2 separate regions of the Gossypium hirsutum genome follow, and region 1 is linked to region 2. Evidence: chromatin contacts called from public Hi-C data. All regions are on one chromosome and are shown on one strand. The core of a region is the stretch at or near the end of the contact, and the rest is flanking DNA. Distances in the headings are between cores, read along the strand shown. Region 1 holds the start of LOC107901356. Region 2 has its middle 13 kb from the start of LOC121218371.

What was found. Hi-C and Micro-C count contacts between places; a contact is called where the count stands out from the background.
Region 1: a contact with region 2 is called in a Hi-C map of leaf, with 2.2 times the contacts expected there. The contact joins the promoter of LOC107901356 here to the enhancer-like site in region 2.

What each region holds. Positions count from the first base shown.
Region 1 is chrD06:7,724,156-7,729,060 of Gossypium_hirsutum_v2.1, reverse strand. LOC107901356 reads right to left here and starts at 2,231. Exons shown (of 3, transcript XR_005914450.1): 1 at 1,255-2,231; 2 at 1,081-1,151; 3 at 1-519. LOC121218272 (a long non-coding RNA gene) reads left to right here. Exons shown (of 2, transcript XR_005914454.1): 2 at 1-7.
Region 2 is chrD06:7,646,261-7,651,530 of Gossypium_hirsutum_v2.1, reverse strand. No RefSeq gene overlaps it. Among protein-coding and RNA genes, the nearest start is that of LOC121218371, 13 kb to the left of the region's middle. Within about 2 kb of position 1,905, at least 2 of the 9 cell types and tissues checked have an H3K27ac peak or open chromatin away from gene starts, as enhancers often do. A contact at or near this core is called in leaf, where this site is marked.

The DNA of each region.
Region 1 (4,905 bases), core at 982-3,481, 77 kb before region 2:
TGGACCCTACAGCTTCCAACCACACCGCCAGAAAAGTTAACAAGGGGATTTGCAGTCAATCCAATGCTAGTGCTTATGCCAGCATATTCATGTTGGTATTGTAGTTCCACCTGTTACAACAATAATAAAAACCTTGTCATGTACTCATGAGACCTAGAAGTTTGCAGAAGGGAAGGACAAACAAGAAGTTGAAAATGTTGGTATTTAAGAACAAAAAGCTTAATGACAGGAGTAATGAAGTCTCCATTACCTTGCCAGACCTTGGATCAAGGGCAATAAAACTAAAGATTGTCTTCAAACCCGGTGCAGGTTCATCAACAGTAACAGTGGTGAAAAGCTAAAAAGTAAAAATAAAACCCCCAAAAATCACAATTAGATAGTATATCTAAGAAGGCTGGACTCACCATGGTAAGAGCTAGTGTCAACTTTGACATTAGTTGTGATGTTCTTGTTCTTCAGCTCAGTGCTTATATTAGCCAACAAAAATTCACCTTTCTTAGTTCCAGTTGATGTGATTGCCTAAATATTTATCAAATTAAAGAACAAGAATATCAATTATATACGAAGTAAGAAGGTAGCATATAAAGAAGTAACAATGACCCCAAACCATGAATCTCTATATTAATCACAAAACCAAGCATAAAAAATATTCATGCTAACTACATCAAAAGAAATCATATGAAATATTTATAATTAGGCAAAAGCAAAATGATTTCATACATGAACATGGCAAGTCAATAATATGCAGAATTGCCGCACAAATTTTACACATAAATCTTGAAATTCAACAAACATAATAGACTAAAAGTCTATGTAAATTATGGGACACGAATAATAGGAAAGTTAAAATGTGAGTTCATTCATACAAATAAAAATAAATAAAAAGAACCAGAAATGAACAACAGAAGCCATTTCAAGAAATACAAACAAAGAGAATAAGAAGAAAACTCCCTTGAAAAACTTTTCATTGTTCTGTTCAATCAAATATGCAATAGAATTAAAATCGAAATTACGAGAACAAAAGATTCAGATAAAGACAAGGTAGTGGATGAGGTTTATTAGAGGTGAAGCAAAACTAACCTGTAAAATAAACAAGGAAAAAGAGTGAGCTGCTGATGAGTGAAACTAGTAAAAGACCAACGAGAAAACTGCTAAAGAGTTAAAAAAGAGTAGAAAGAAAAGAACAAATAAGGTTCAAAAAAATCAATCAACAAAAACGACATTAGCTAGATATTTCTTTTTTTTCATTCTTACCTTCGAGACAGGAAGATGAACGTCGTCGTCGAAAAGGGGAAGATCAAAGATGAATGTCGGTGACAGGTACTGAGAAGCGTTGTTGGCTAGCACCAAGCATTGGGTCGGAATTGCAAAGAAGGGGGAGAGGGAAGGGAAAGAGGGTTTTTCTTTGCTGGGGATGTGGAGAGGAAAAATATTGAAAAATGTCTTACAAAAAAAAAAAAAGTAAGACATTATCGTCTCCAAAATTTAACACAAAAATATGATGTTAATGTTATACATAAATCCAACCCAATTCAACCCAATGCAGCCCATAAATACCTCTAACCAGTATTATTAAAAATTCAATATGCTAATAAGATTTAACTCAAGCGGTTGGGTACAGATTATAGAACTAATTATCACTGAAATTTACTTTAAGCAAAGTAGAGAATGTTAATGACACAGTTCATTGGTAATTTTTCTTCAGGGTGTAGGATCATTGGGACCCAAAAGTAGAGCATGTTCTCACAATAAAATGAAGAATAAATACTAAAACCTTTTAATTTCATGAAGTAAATACAATAATAATATTATGGTGCCATATGGTAACCGTAGGCATGGAAAATGTGAGTTGCTCTTGCTCACACAAATATGCACTCTGAAATTCTAATGAGACCAATCGCCATACGCAATCACCTTGGCCGCCTATGAAACAAGAAAAGAAGAAATATACATATAAATTCATCCAACATGGCAAGTAAAAGAAACATCATTGTTTTCACTTTTTCTTGGATTAGGCAACTTTATCCATTTGCAATAACGACAAGCCATGGGCATGGCATCCCCATGTTGCCGTTTCTAAATTTTGAGGTATAAATGAAGTAGATAGGGATAGCTAAAGAAAACCCAGTTTCTCCACAAAGAGACAAGCAACATTGTTGAATTCCTTGACTCTACTTGCCAACTCATTTCGCATTATTGCCTTCTAAGAAGCATGCAACAAACAAGACGTGGGGCAAGGAGATTAAGAAAGGAAATATGTCAGAAACTCTAATACATCAATCTTTATCCTATGCAGAAAGAGAAGGAACAAACAAACCGCCCATGTGGATTGTCCATGCACATGGGCATGCAAAGCAAAGGATTGGATTACATTTTATTCTTTATACTCAAGAAAATAGTAAATTAATCTTTACACCTTAGATCAAATAGTAAACTAGTCCTTCATATTAAAAATTTTATCAATCTTTAATGTTAAAACTGGCATGATTGATAAAATATACAGACAGTTTACACATAGGGTGTTACGTACAACTTATATTGACATACATATATGGATCAGTTTTTAACAGTAGAAAACGATAAATTTTTTAATAAAAGACCAATTTACTATTTAATCAAATGTAAAAAAATTAATTGTTGATTTCTAAATAAATAAGACACTATACAATTAAATTTCTAATTAAAAAAACTCCATCATACTTTTATCAAAATCCAATGCATATATCAGTTCCCAAGTTTAAACAGAAGGTGTAAGCAAACTCTGACATCAGATGTGTACCATATATGTGATGGCTGATGACAATACATATTCCTCCACTTAGATGGAAACAAATAATATATATCTTTGGTGAAATTGGTGCTTACATATTTGGGTGACAATCTGACAGGTAATGTGGACCTGCTCCACTTCCCAAAGATGGATAACAGATAATGTTATTGACATTAAATTGTCATCACTTCGATATAATTTACCTTGTAATGTAGATATTATACACTACAAATGGTCCCATATTTAAACCAATTTTTTCTACTTTGCTTTCATCACATGGGCTGATCTGAATATATATTATTATAATAATCATATATACGTAAATATTTTACAAGTATTTTAATATATTAATAATTTAAATTATATAAATTTAAAACTTAACTTATATTCAATTCTTATATATTTTTAAATTTTAATATAAATTACTATTAAAATTCTGTATCTTTGAGTTCTATCATACTTGAGATTTCTCCAAATTTATATAAACTTAAATTTATCATATGCAAGCTTTATTAGAATATATTTTATATTTAAATTTGATTATATTTTGTATATACTTGCAAAAATTTCTTTAAAAACAAATAAATGACTAGGTCTGGACTCTTACCTTGGTTAGTCTTTTCTGAACTATCAAAAAAATTTAAAAATTAAAATAATATTTAGTTCTTGAATTTGATTTTTTTATTTATATTAGTTTCAAATTTTGACAAATTTTTTTATTTGATCCTTGAACTCAGATTTTTTAAAGTATGATGATATAATACTCCAAAATTATATCACATCATTGTCTAAAAATTTTAAAAATATAAACAATACAAAATATTAAAAATTAGAAAAGAAATTAATTTGTTTTAAGTTTTTACATCATTATCAATCCTACTTTTAATTTGAAAATTCTACCAAGAGTCAAGATAAATAAATAAAAATAAAAGAAGAAACATAAAAAATTGTAATTTATCTCAAATAAGAAAAAAAAGTGCTTTCCTAATTTTATTGGTTAATTTGTCCATTTCTGTTTCTTTTTTTTTACTGAATTGTCTCACATCAGCTTACATCGGATTAACTAATTTTGAGTTTTGCCTTTCAAATGATTAAATGAATCGTAAACTGTTGACCAAACTAATAAGAAAACCTTTTTCACAAATTAAACTAACACTTTGTGGGTATTTCTTTAGTTGTTCCTACTTGATATTGATTTTGTGGGTACATTTCATGTATTTATGAAGACTAATATTCAAGGTGTTTGTTATTATTTGATATATTAGGAATGAAGTTTTTAAATTTTGCAATTGGATTTAATTGATATTTTAAAAAAATAAAAATTAAATAAATAAAGCATATGATTATTTCTTTAAGTTCAAGAGCATAAGGTTATTTTTAATGTTTGAAATTAATTTCTTTTATTTATCTTTAAAAATATAATGTGCTTCATTTATCATTACATCTAACATTTTTGATGATATGAACAACGATTTACAGTTATAGATATCTAAAACAATTGTACCAATGGATTAAATATTTCATTAAAAAATATGAGATTCTTGAGGGTTTTGGAGATTGAATGTGACAATGTGGATAGGTACTACCCATAGTTCTTCTTCAACTCATAAATAAGAGGATAATACGCTTCAATGCATCCAAACCTACGTCCTCCTACATTGGTAACAATATCCATGCCAATTGAGTCAAGACTTAATCGACAATATATCTAACCTTTTAACCAATTGATTTTATGTTGACGTGAACGTTAACATAAAAAAAATAATATAATAAAAATTTTGCTGATTTGGACAAACACATTTAAAAAATACTTTTATCTTTTACTTTAATACATACAAAAATGTTATTAACTACAGAATATCAAAGTGCTTGTTTAATCTATCAAATTGAAATGCATATCAAGATCAAGCTGCTAAAATATTTTTTATCAACCTTTAGAAGCTAATATTCAAAAGTCATTGTTTAAAACAGTGTTGTTTGGTTGAGATTTGAGATATGAAAGTGAAAGGCTCTCGACTATTGAATATGATATTTCCTTTTCTAATTTAATAGATTAAATTTTTTATACCTTTTATAGCTCTCATAAATGAGCAATTGTGGAAGTAAATGTTGTCGCGAAGGCATTAAATTCAATC
Region 2 (5,270 bases), core at 656-3,155:
AGTTGAATATTTTCTTATCTGTTTTCAGTGTTAATACTTCCCCTTAGTCTCTCGAAGCTGAAATACATAGAACCGAATGCATGGAATAAACCCATTGACTTAGGGTGAGTTTGGATCGGCGGTGTATTTACCTATGGTTAGTGTAAAAACAGCGGTAGCGGTGAGATTAGATACTGTAGCGATACTGTAGTGTGAGACAAAAAGTAAGTTAAATGCACCGCACCCAATCGCCTATCCAAACCCACCCTTAGATTTAGCTTTGTCTCCCCTCTTTTGTTTTGTTTGCTCTTTTGTATAAAGTTTCAGCATTTTCCTTTATAAAAGAGAAAGAGCATCGATTTTTTGGTACAAGGAATAGCCAAATTGGAAGGTAAATGACTCTTCAAAAATCGAAACGTCTTGAATTAATAAAAGAAAAACGAAAATTATTGCATTTTTATTTCTGGAATTATTAATATTAATATTATTATTAAAAGTTTTTTAAAAAAAAAGAATGAGTCAACTAATTTTATTTTAATTTTCATCTTCTTTTTGAAATAGTATTTTATTTTTTTAGCACTGTTGGGTTATTTATAAGTAGTATACTTTTTACTCACGCTTTGTGTTGGGTTAATTATTTATTTCTTGATTAAATTATAGTGTAAAAATTTAAAGATTACAATCTATTCAAAGTTTTTGTACTCTTTGTATATTTAAAATTTAATCTTCATATTTTTATTTTTAAGAATTTAGTCTCTCTACTTATTGGATTTAAAATTTTAGGTCCATTTGTTAGCAATGTGTGTGCCATTTTGAAAAAAAAAAACTTGATATCCACATAACAAAAAAAAATAACATTGTAATGGACCTAAATATAATAAAGATTTTAACGGTGCTAAAGATTTTTAAAAATTCACATCATTATTTTAATTAGAATAAAATATTTGGGCTAGCTAATGACATTATAAAAGTTGAAGTATCAAATTATGTCAAAATTAAAGTATATATATTAAATCTCAAATTTGAATGAAATATGAAGATTAAAATAAAATTTAACCATTCTTATAATCTAAAAAGTGGAGGGATTAGAATTGAAATTTACCCATAATATTTTTATGTAAAAAAGAAAAGAAAAGGAAAAGGTGTCTATTGTGGAAGGTTTCAATAGCTTCTTTTTATATAGATTGAAAGTGTGGTTGAAGAAAGATCCTAATGTTGAAATGGTCTTCATTTTTTATTTTAATTATTTGTTTATGGTTGCAAGAAGAGATATTTTATTGGTGGCTGCCTCAAGATTTAAATGCAATATTTCTCAACACCATTGAAATGGATTAGCCTTTTATTTTAGTATATATTATAATTTTTCTGAAATTAAAAATTATTTTAAAAATATGGATTTTTGAATATTTTAAGAAAAATATGTTTAATAAATACTTTTATATTTACATAGCAATAATTTTATTACATAATTATGAAAATAATTATTGCCATACTTATCAACAATAATAATATTTTCTTTTGAATTATTATCAACAACAATAATAAAGTATCCAAAAAAAAAAATTCATGAATTGAACTTTTAAAAGAGAACTTTTAATTTCAAAGTAGTCTGTGGGTAAAATTATGAAAGAGGCTTTTTCCCTCTTTACTAAAAAACAGACAAATTAGTCCCTATACATTAGATCAAAGAGCAAATTAATTATTCTACAAAAAGTTCCTATACATCATTATGAGGTACATATGACACGCTATGTGTCACTGTTTGATTATTTTATTAACGTCAGTTTTTAATATTACAAATGGATGAAATTTTTAACAAAAAGACCAATTTACTTTTTACTGAAAAATAAATAAGATGGTAAGGAATGGGCCAAAAACAACGAATGAGGCCACAATACCCAAGTAGCTAGCTAAAAGCTGGACTCATTTGTCTTAACATCTTTCAACGCTCTCCAAAGGCCAACCACCTTTTCAACACTCCAAATATCAAAAATAAGAATGCAATTTAGTATAATTTTCATCAAACGTACTTTTCAAAGCATTCAAAATAAATATTCTTTTTATCAAACCTCAAGAGTTAAATAAAATAAAACTTGAGCTCTGGAGCAAAGTTGAATGGGACCTCAGCTTATAAGGTCAAATTATAAGGTCAAAGTTGAATGGAGCAAAGTATTCCGTATTAACTAATTTTGTTTGAAGGTGCTGATTAAATTTCATTATCGACGGATTCGGTTGATTTAAAATTTTATATTTTTTTTTATTCGGGTCAAAAAAATGAATTTAAAGTTCTGTCCAAGTTCAGTCTAGATTAAAAATATTAAATTTGAGCTTGATCCGGTCCATCCGTATTAAAATTTTTTAGATCATTTTTTATATAAAAACAAATTTTAAAAAATAATACATCAACTACACTAGAAACATTAAAATAAATGTTTCCCAATAAATTGAAAATACATTTAAAACAGTCTTTATACTTAAATAACACTAAAATAGTTGCAACTTAGTAAACAAATTGTCACACCCCAAAAATCGTGTTAGAAGAATTGGGTTTGTGAAAACCAAAAGTGGTCACGCCCCGATTTATAAAATTATCTTTGAGCATTTATAAATCGAGAGTTTGAAACGAATACCAAAATTAAGGTAATTAATAATTAATTAAAGTATTAAAATAATATAATCAGATATTACTATATTAATTAATTTAAAACAAAACTTGATTACGAGATTTAATTTGAAAATACTGTTTTAATTGAGTTAGGATCTAATTGGAAAAGGAGTAAAATAAATTAAAATATTAATAATGAAACTTGACTATGAGTGTTAATTATTGTATATAAACTAAAATAGGAATGTGTTAAAAACTATAAAGTTAAATAAGAAAAAAAATTGAGTAAATGTGTAAACTAATAAAATATATTTAAGTTGAGCTCGAAATAAATATATACAATTGAGTGACTAAATAAAGTAAGAAATAAGATATAGATTGAGTGGTTAGGTATCGGTGCCTCCTTAAAAGCTAAGATTCAAGTCACTCTTTTTTCATTTCTTTTCCTTTTAATTTTCAGCAACCTAATATAAAAATCACACTAAAATAAATATTATTTGGGATAGAACTTAACAAGAATGGGTAATAGCCTAATAGTTAACATGTCACTCTTCCCCTTGTTTACTCAAGTTTGATCCCCTTTCTTTCTTTTTTATTTCATAATTTCACCAAAAACACCCCAAAAACATATCAATATGATTAAGCATAAAGAATAAACAAGTAATGGGCAATAGCCCAATGGTTAAGGCATTAGCTCTCTTAAGTGAATAAGGATTGAGCATTTTTTCCCTTTAATTTTAATTTCAAATTTTGGCAAAATATTAGAAAAATTACAAATGCAGCTATTAGGGTTCACAAGCCCTAAGAATTGACCCAATTATTTCCTAACTAGAATTCTACCATCTTTTTATCTTTTTTTCTAATTAGAATTTCAATTTGCTCCTTTCCAAACCCAAATGGAATTCGTCCTCCATCTTTCTATTTATCTCTTTTTATTTTTTTCTCTTTTCTTTACACCATATTTTCATCCTAATTGTTGATAATTATTTTGTTTTCTCAAATCAAATAATCCTCCATACAATCGTTCTCTCTATCGATTTCATAATTTTCATCAAATAGCATCCTTAATCTTTGCCAAGAAACGGTAAGTACATCCCGTTTCAAAGAATAGATCTCGAATTTACGTAATACTCTTATTTGAAGCTAATTCTTCATTTAATCTAATCAATTTTTTACGAGTTTTACCAAATCTTTCAAAAAATCTTGATAAATCTTAGAAAACAAGCGTTAACTCGTGTGAAATTGTCTTTCGAAGAACCAATTTTAGGTACATTGAACCATATTTAAGCGTGAGGAATGTCGTTCGAGATACCAATGACTGGTGTGTATTTTTTTACAAGCAAATCAGGGTAAATCGTGCCTATGATTAAAGGTCACACAGTCTATCACACGGTCATATGGATCACACGACCCTCACACGGTCATGTTCCCCCTAAAACCCTAGGAGTTTTATTCTCACACGACCTAAGACCTTCCACACGGCTGTGTCTCCCCTGTACCCTAATATTGCAATTATCACATGGCATTAGTTTGTTACACGGCCTGACCACACGATCGTATAACCCCTTTATACGGTTTACAGTATCCCATACGATCGTGTGTCCCCTATTTATTAGATTTTACAATTTTGACCCAAAATTTTATATTTTATTTAGTCTAGTCCCTAAATGATCCCTAAACTATTTTAGTATTTTATTTTATTTAATTAAGTCCCTAAGAATATGAATAATGTTAGAACCCATGACCTAATTGGCTGAATTAATGTTATATATATAATTGCATGAATTGAAAATGATATATATGTGTATTGTATATGTATTTGTTATCGTACGTACATCTTACCTTATGTTACCGTTAAACCTAACACATGATAAGCATGCCTTTTGCTACTGAATCAATCTATTATAGGCATAATATTTGTCACTGAATCGAACCGTTATAAGCATAATGATTGCTATTGTAATGTTCTATTAAAAGCATATTAAATGCTATTGTATTAATCTGTTTTGAGCATGCCATATTGTATTGCATGGGGTGGGACATTATGAACGAAGGAAGTTGAACAATTTATCTGCACCGTTGAGTGGTTTATCCACACCGTTTGAGTAGATTTTATCTGTACTGTTTGAGTGGTTTATCTACACTATAATAGAAAATTTTATTTGCAACAATGAGTGGTTTAACCACATCGTACTAGTAGTTTTAATCTGCAAACATGTGTATTCACAACCTACTGACAACTTCTTTGTAAAAACTTTTTATCAAAAAGGTCAATGGTTCATCCACCCTTTTTATTACTAGTGGTTTATCCACAATGAGTGGTTCGTCCACAACGATGAGTGGTTTATCCACAATGTGGTGTAAAGGTAAAGGAGTTCTGGGGAACTCCTACTATGGTGTGTAGCTGTGGGGTAGGAAACTTTTCTAATAATTGAAATTGCATTGCATTCATAAGCATATGAATAGTGGTTGTAACACCCCAAACTTGGCCTAGACGTTATGGCCAGATCTAGAGAAATTAATATGATTCATTTTGAAAATTCAAAAATCATTTGAAACTTATAAAAATAGCGCTAGCTTTTGATAATTTAAAATTCCAATTTTATTTGAGAAAATGCTTCTCTTAACCGGTTCATTAAGTTTTTTCAGTTATACATTTATAAAACACTTAATTTTGCTACGGAAT